2 separate regions of the Ovis aries genome follow, and region 1 is linked to region 2. The links are chromatin contacts, called in public Hi-C maps. All regions are on one chromosome and are shown on one strand. Each heading gives the region's core, a stretch centred on a gene start, on an enhancer-like site or on the middle of the called end of the contact. The rest is flanking DNA. Distances are from core to core; before and after follow the strand shown.

Region 1 (3,255 bases), core at 600-3,099, 380 kb before region 2:
CAACCGGTGTGAGGCAGTATCCCAATGGAGTTTTGATTTGCATTTCTCTTATAATTAATGAACTTCCCTAGTGGCTCAGACAGTAAAACGTCTGCTTACAATGCAGAAGACCTGGGTTCGATCCCTGGGTTGGGAAGATCCCCTGGAGAAGGCAATGGCAATCCACCCCAGTACTCTTGCCTGGAAAATCCCATGGATGGAGGATCCTGGTAGGCTACAGTCCATGGGGTTGCAAAGAGTTGGACATGACTGAGTGACTTCGCTTTCTTTACTTTCTATAATTAATGATGTTGAAAATCTTTTCATATGCCTATTAGCCATCTGCATGTCTTATTTGGAGAAAAGTCTATTTAGGTCCTCTGCCTATTTTTTGAGTGGGTTGTTTATTTTTATATTACACCACATGAGCTGTTTGTATATTTTGGAAACATCCCTTGTCGGTCACATCATTTGCAAACATTTTCTCCCAAGCTGTGGGTTGTTTTTTGGTTTTGTTTATACTTTCCTTTGCTGTGTAAAAACTTTTGAGTTTAATTAGGTCTCATCTGTTTATTTTTGTTTTTATTTCCATTATTCTGGGAGGTGGAATGAAGATACGGCTGCAACTCTGGTTTCCTCTGGTAGTTTTAGTGTCCAGGCTTACATTTGGGGCTCTAATCCATCTTGAGTTCATTTTTGTGTATGGTGTTGAAGAGTGTTCTAATTTCCTTTTTTTACATGTGGCTGTCCAGTTTTCCCAGCACCATCTATTGAAGAGACTGTCTTTCCTTCGGTGGATAGTCTTATCTCCTTTGTTGTAAATTAATTCGCCATAGGTGTGTGGGTTTATTTCTGGGCTTTCTGTCCTACTCCATTGATCTGTATGTCTGTTTTTGTGCCTGGGCCATACTCCTTTGATGACTACAGCTATGTACAATAGTTTGCAATCAGGGAATCTGATTCTTCCAGCTCCATTTTTCTTTCTCAAAATTGCTTTCTCTGTTTGGGATCTTTTGTGTCTTCATACAAATCTTAAGACTTTTTCATTCTGGTTCTGTGAAAAATGCTGTTGGTAGTTTGATTGCATAGAATCTGTAGATTGCTTTGGGTATTTTTGACAATATTCATTCTTCCGATCCAAAACACGGTGTATCTTTCCATCTGTTTGTGTCCTCTTCCATTTCTTTCATCAGTGTCCTATAGTTTTTAGTTTTTTGAGGAAGGGGTTGCACCAACCTACATTCCTGCTGACAGTGTAGGAGGGTTCCCTAGAAAAGGGCATGCTTGGTAAAGGGAACAGCGTAGCAAAAGCAGGTACAAAAGAAAGAGCATTGCATTAGGGACTATGTGTTGGAGACAGTGGGGTGAGGGGCAGCCAGCGAGTCCAGAGGCTAAAGCCCAGGCTAGGAAGGAGGTTGTAGGCACGCTATGTTGGGGGTCCATGGTATTACTCTGAAAATAATGGGGGAGCCATAGAGGGGATTCCATCAAGGGAAGCATTTTAGCGAGATCACTTGAACTGTAGGAAAGATTGAAGATGCTTGAATGAATGAATCTGAGGTTCAAGGGAGGAGTCGAGGCTGGAGAAACACCTGGGAATTATTACATCACACATAGGTATTGAAGGGTCACTGGATGCTGGGCCTGTTGCTGTGGCAATTTTGGAAAAAGTAATTATTTACAAATGTAAGTCTATTTTGTGTCCCACTTGGCAAGTGTACTTAAGAAGTCTGTTCATTTACTTTCCTGGAATTGTTTTTGAAATAGCTCTGCCTTCCCAGAAACCAGAGAGTACATATCCAAACCCATCTGAATCTGCGCTGACTTAATAGGCAGTGAAGATGATGTTTTGCAATTTTCTGATTCATGGATGGCTCATCAAGGCCATGCAAGCTTAGCTTCCCCAAAACACAGACGAGGACCTAGCCGTGTCCTTGGTACATGACAGAGATTCAAGAAATACTTGGTTTCTTTTTAATTTAGAAAGTGACCTGAAGTGTCTAGAATTCACTCTGGAAAGAGCAATGTAATCTGGGACGCGAACAGCGAACATCATTCAGAAGCTCAAGCCCAGCCTTTGAAACTCGTCAGAGCACAGAAAGGTTTTCACTTTGCCAGCTCAGTCCTCGTGGGTGTCAGCAGATGCCGCACCTTCTGGTTAATCACTGGGCAAAGAAGACGAGGATTAGGACCAAAGGGCTAGAGGATTTTGTCTTAAGCACTTGCCTTATGAGAAAGCCTTGAGGAAATCCAGAGGCCCCTTGACAACTGCCTTGTAATGAGTTCTGCCGCTCATGAGGAGCAGATGAGTTAGGAGGCTGAAACTGTTGTTTTAAATAAAATCCCCCAAACCAATTCCTATATCACACACAAAACAGGAGGAAAGTCATTGTAAATCCCAAGGGACCTTCCCTCCTCACATTCAGAAGCTGTACTTACTTGCTGTTTGTGTTTCGTTTAGAAAGCAGATGGAAACCTGCCTCTCAGAGACGGGAGTAAAGGGAAAGAGTTTTACGGGCCGGTGCTCAGGGCCACAGTGTTTTCCAGAAGGTGTGTGAGAAAAGAGATCAAACACCTTCACCTCTCAGCTTGTCTGAGCAGCCCCCGGGGGTGGAGGGGCGGGACCTGCATGGCAAGCACCCCACACTGGCAGGTGGGGGCAGAGCTGGTTGGACAACACCCAGGAGTTGTGAGCACAGCATGCTGTAGGTCTTGGACTCAGGGTCCTGCGGTTTTCCTTTCATAATGATAAAGGGCAGGCGCAGAGCCCAGTCTTGCCTGAGAGAGGCGCTGGCTCAGCGGCAGACACAGGCCCTGCCCCAGTCAACCTCCCATCTTCTGGCCAGCAGAGCCCCAGGGAGTTCCGAGCGGCAGGGTGCCCAGCCCTCTCCTCTTTGTGAGGGACTTTCTATGACTGTAGGTTTCCCTGGTGGCTCAGAGATTAAAGCGTCTGCCTGGAATGCAGGAGACCCAGATTCAGTCCCTGGGTCAGGAAGATCCCCTGGAGAAGGAAATGGCAACCCACTCCAGTACTCTTGCCTGGAGAATTCCATGGAGGGAGGAGCCTGGTAGGCTACAGTCCATGGGGTCGCAAAGAGTTGGACACGACTTCACTTTCGCTTTCACTTCCGTGACTGTGACTCAGCTCTGGCCAGTGAGGCAGAGCGAATTCTACTGATAGGGAGTGGGGGGCAGGTGAGGGGAAGAGCTCTCTCAACACAAAGATGTTGGAGGAGAGCATCCTTCGGCAACCTCTCTTCCTTCCTACCTGGGATG
Region 2 (3,253 bases), core at 381-2,880:
TCCAGTGTTCTTGCCAGGAAAATCCCAGGGACAGGGGAGCCTGGTGGCCTGCCGTCTATGGAGTCTCACAGAGTCGGACACGACTGAAGTGACTTAGCAGTGGCAGCAGCAGTATTAGATAGAGGTCTAAGGTTTTGCTGTTGTTGTTTTGGCAAATGAATTATCTGGTTATTCAAGACCATTTGTTGGAAACACTGTTTTTTTTTTCTGTTGAACTGCATTTTTCACCTTTGTCAAAAATCAGTTGACCATGTATGTATGGATATATTTCTGGATTTGTCCATTCCATTCCATTAGATCTATATGACTGCAATTTCTTTCTTCTTAAAAATAGTTTTGGCTCTCCTAGATCCATTGTCTTTACATATAAATTTTTTACTCTGCTTATTCATTTCTACAAATACTACTGGGACTTTGGTTGGGATTGGATTATATTATAGATTACATAAGGAAAAACTGACACCTTAATAATAATGAGTCTTCCGGTACACAGATGTAGTATCTTCACTTATTTGGTTTCCTCTATCCCTTGTGGCTTAGCTGCTAAAGAATCCGCCTGCAATGCAGGAGACCTGGGTTTGATCCCTGGGTTGGCAAGATCCCCTGGAGAAGGGCAAGGCTACCCACTCCAGTATTCTGTCCTGGAGAATCCCATGGACTGTATAGTCCATGAGGTCCAAAGAGTCAGATATGACTGAGCGACTTTCACTTTCATCAGTATTTTATAGTTTTAGCATTCAGATTTTGTACAAATCTTGTTAAATTATACCATAGTACTTTAAGTTTGAGGTGGTGTTATAAATGGTACTGCTTAAAGTTTATTTTAAATTTCTAGTTCATTGGTAGTATGCAGAAATATAATTGTATTCTATGACTTTACTACACTTAATCCTTAGTTCTGGAAACTTTTTTAATATGTTCATGGATTTTCTATGTAGACAGTCAAGTTTGTCTGCTAATACAGACAGTTTTATTCCTTTCTTTCCGATCTGTTTGCCTTTTATTTCTTCTTATAGTCCTGTCATAGTGGCTAGGAGTTCTTTTTGATAAATCGAATAGGAGTGGTGAGGGCAGGCATCCCTGAACTTGCTTCCCCTCTCAGAGATAAATCAGTCAGTAGTTCCCTAGTACTTTTATATTTCTATAAATGGATACAGTTCAGTATAATGATCACTTAGCAACGGAGTCCTATTTTATTTTTCGGTTGGTTTCCACTTTTCCTGATAGCTTTCATTGACTAGTATCTCGTGATTCCTAATGCATTATATGTATGTACGTCTCTCTCTCTCACACACACACACACTCACAGAGAAGTTTGAACTATCAAAATACTTGCTGCACTGCTGGGTAGTTTACTTCTTACTTATCTCTTGCCCTTACTAGAAGATGAACATTTTGAGGGGCTTAAGAAATGGTGCCTCCCCTCAAGGAACTTAAGTTGTGAATAATTGGTTAGCCCATATGAAATTGCCAATATTTGTTTTTAACCTGTAAAATCTTGCATCTGCTTGGGACAAAAACAGAAAGAAAAGAAAAGGAATTTCTATTCTGCTGACAAGATTCAGTTATCAGTATGAGAAATAAACGTCCATACACAGCAAATTGCTCATGGCTGTGGTATGCAGAGCCAAAGAGCTGGGAAGACTCATATGAGTGGAGTGCAGCCCCGCCCTAGAGGAGCTGCTGTGCTGTGAGGGAGGGGGAGTGAAACTGTGGTTCCTGGGTCCTTATGAGGCCTCTGTGTGAGTCCACTCATGATTCCAGCATCAGGCTTCTGTGTCTTGGATCATAAGACACTTCGGCAGTGATTTCTCCAAATCAGTTAATGCAAAATGTGATATACTCTGCTGTGTGAGAATTTTATGTGAAAAGATGCTCTCCATACATTTTTCAGTTTGTTATAACTTAATTATTCCAGTCACTTAGCATCTTGTGAGTTGAGTCCATAGAGTAGTGAATTAAGAGCGCTGCAGAAGCTTTTAATTTTAATTAGATCCCACTTGTTTATTTTTGCTTTTATTTCCAGAATTCTGGGAGGTGGATCATAGAGGATCCTGCTGTGATTTATGTCTGAGAGTGTTTTGCCTATATTCTCCTCTAGGAGTTTTATAGTTTCTGATCTTACATTTAGATCTTTAATCCATTTTGAGTTTATTTCTGTGTGCGGTGTTAGGAAGTGATCTAGTTTCATTCTTTTACAAGTGGTTGACCAGGTTTCCCAGCACCACTTGTTAAAGAGATTGTCTTTACTCCATTGTATATTCTTGCCTCCTTTGTCAAAGATAAGGTGTCCATATGTGTGTGGATTTATCTCTGGGCTTTCTATTTTGTTCCATTGATCTATATGTCTGTCTTTGTGCCAGTACCATACTGTCTTGATGACTGTGGCTTTGTAGAAGAGCCCGAAGTCAGGCAAGTTGATTCCTCCAGTTCCATTCTTCTTTCTCAAGATTGCTTTGGCAATTCGAGGTTTTTGTATTTCCATACAAATCTTGAAATTATTTGTTCTAGTTCTGGGCATACACACCGAGGAAACCAGAATTGAAAGAGACACATGTACCCCAATGTTCATCGCAGCACTGTTTATAATAGCCAGGACATGGAAACAACCTAGATGTCCATCAGCAGATGAATGGATAAGAAAGCTGTGGTACATATACACAATGGAGTATTACTCAGCCGTTAAAAAGAATTCATTTGAATCAGTTCTGATGAGATGGATGAAACTGGAGCCGATTATACAGAGTGAAGTAAGCCAGAAAGAAAAACACCAATACAGTATACTAACACATATATATGGAATTTAGGAAGATGGCAATGACGACCCTGTATGCAAGACAGGGAAAGAGACACAGATGTGTATAATGGACTTTTGGACTCAGAGGGAGAGGGAGAGGGTGGGATGATTTGGGATGACAGTCTAACATGTATACTACCATGTAAGAATTGAATCGCCAGTCTATGTCTGACGCAGGATGCAGCATGCTTGGGGCTGGTGCATGGGGATGACCCAGAGAGATGTTATGGGGAGGGAGGTGGGAGGGGGGTTCATGTTTGGGAACGCATGTAAGAATTAAAGATTTTAAAATTTAAAAAATAAAAAACTAAAAAAAAAAAAAAAGAGTGCTGCACATTTTCTGTTTGGACAGAACTTGATATTTTGGAAGAAGAGGAGGCCGTTAAGGGAATTGTAATATGAAAAATAAAACTATGTTGCATTTCCTTGCTCTAATTTTTTTTTGTGTGCTGTTAA

What was found. Hi-C and Micro-C count contacts between places; a contact is called where the count stands out from the background.
Region 1: a contact with region 2 is called in a Hi-C map of liver, with 5 times the contacts expected there. The contact joins two enhancer-like sites. A contact is called at or near these places in 7 of 16 Hi-C or Micro-C datasets (hypothalamus, liver, muscle and 3 more).

What each region holds. Positions count from the first base shown.
Region 1 is chr1:274,269,080-274,272,334 of ARS-UI_Ramb_v3.0, reverse strand. No RefSeq gene overlaps it. Among named protein-coding and RNA genes, the nearest start is that of DPH3, 25 kb to the left of the region's middle. Within about 2 kb of position 1,849, at least 24 of the 54 cell types and tissues checked have an H3K27ac peak or open chromatin away from gene starts, as enhancers often do.
Region 2 is chr1:273,891,203-273,894,455 of ARS-UI_Ramb_v3.0, reverse strand. All of the region lies in intron 1 of ANKRD28 (ankyrin repeat domain 28), which reads left to right. Among named protein-coding and RNA genes, the nearest start is that of ANKRD28, 57 kb to the left of the region's middle. Within about 2 kb of position 1,630, at least 8 of the 54 cell types and tissues checked have an H3K27ac peak or open chromatin away from gene starts, as enhancers often do.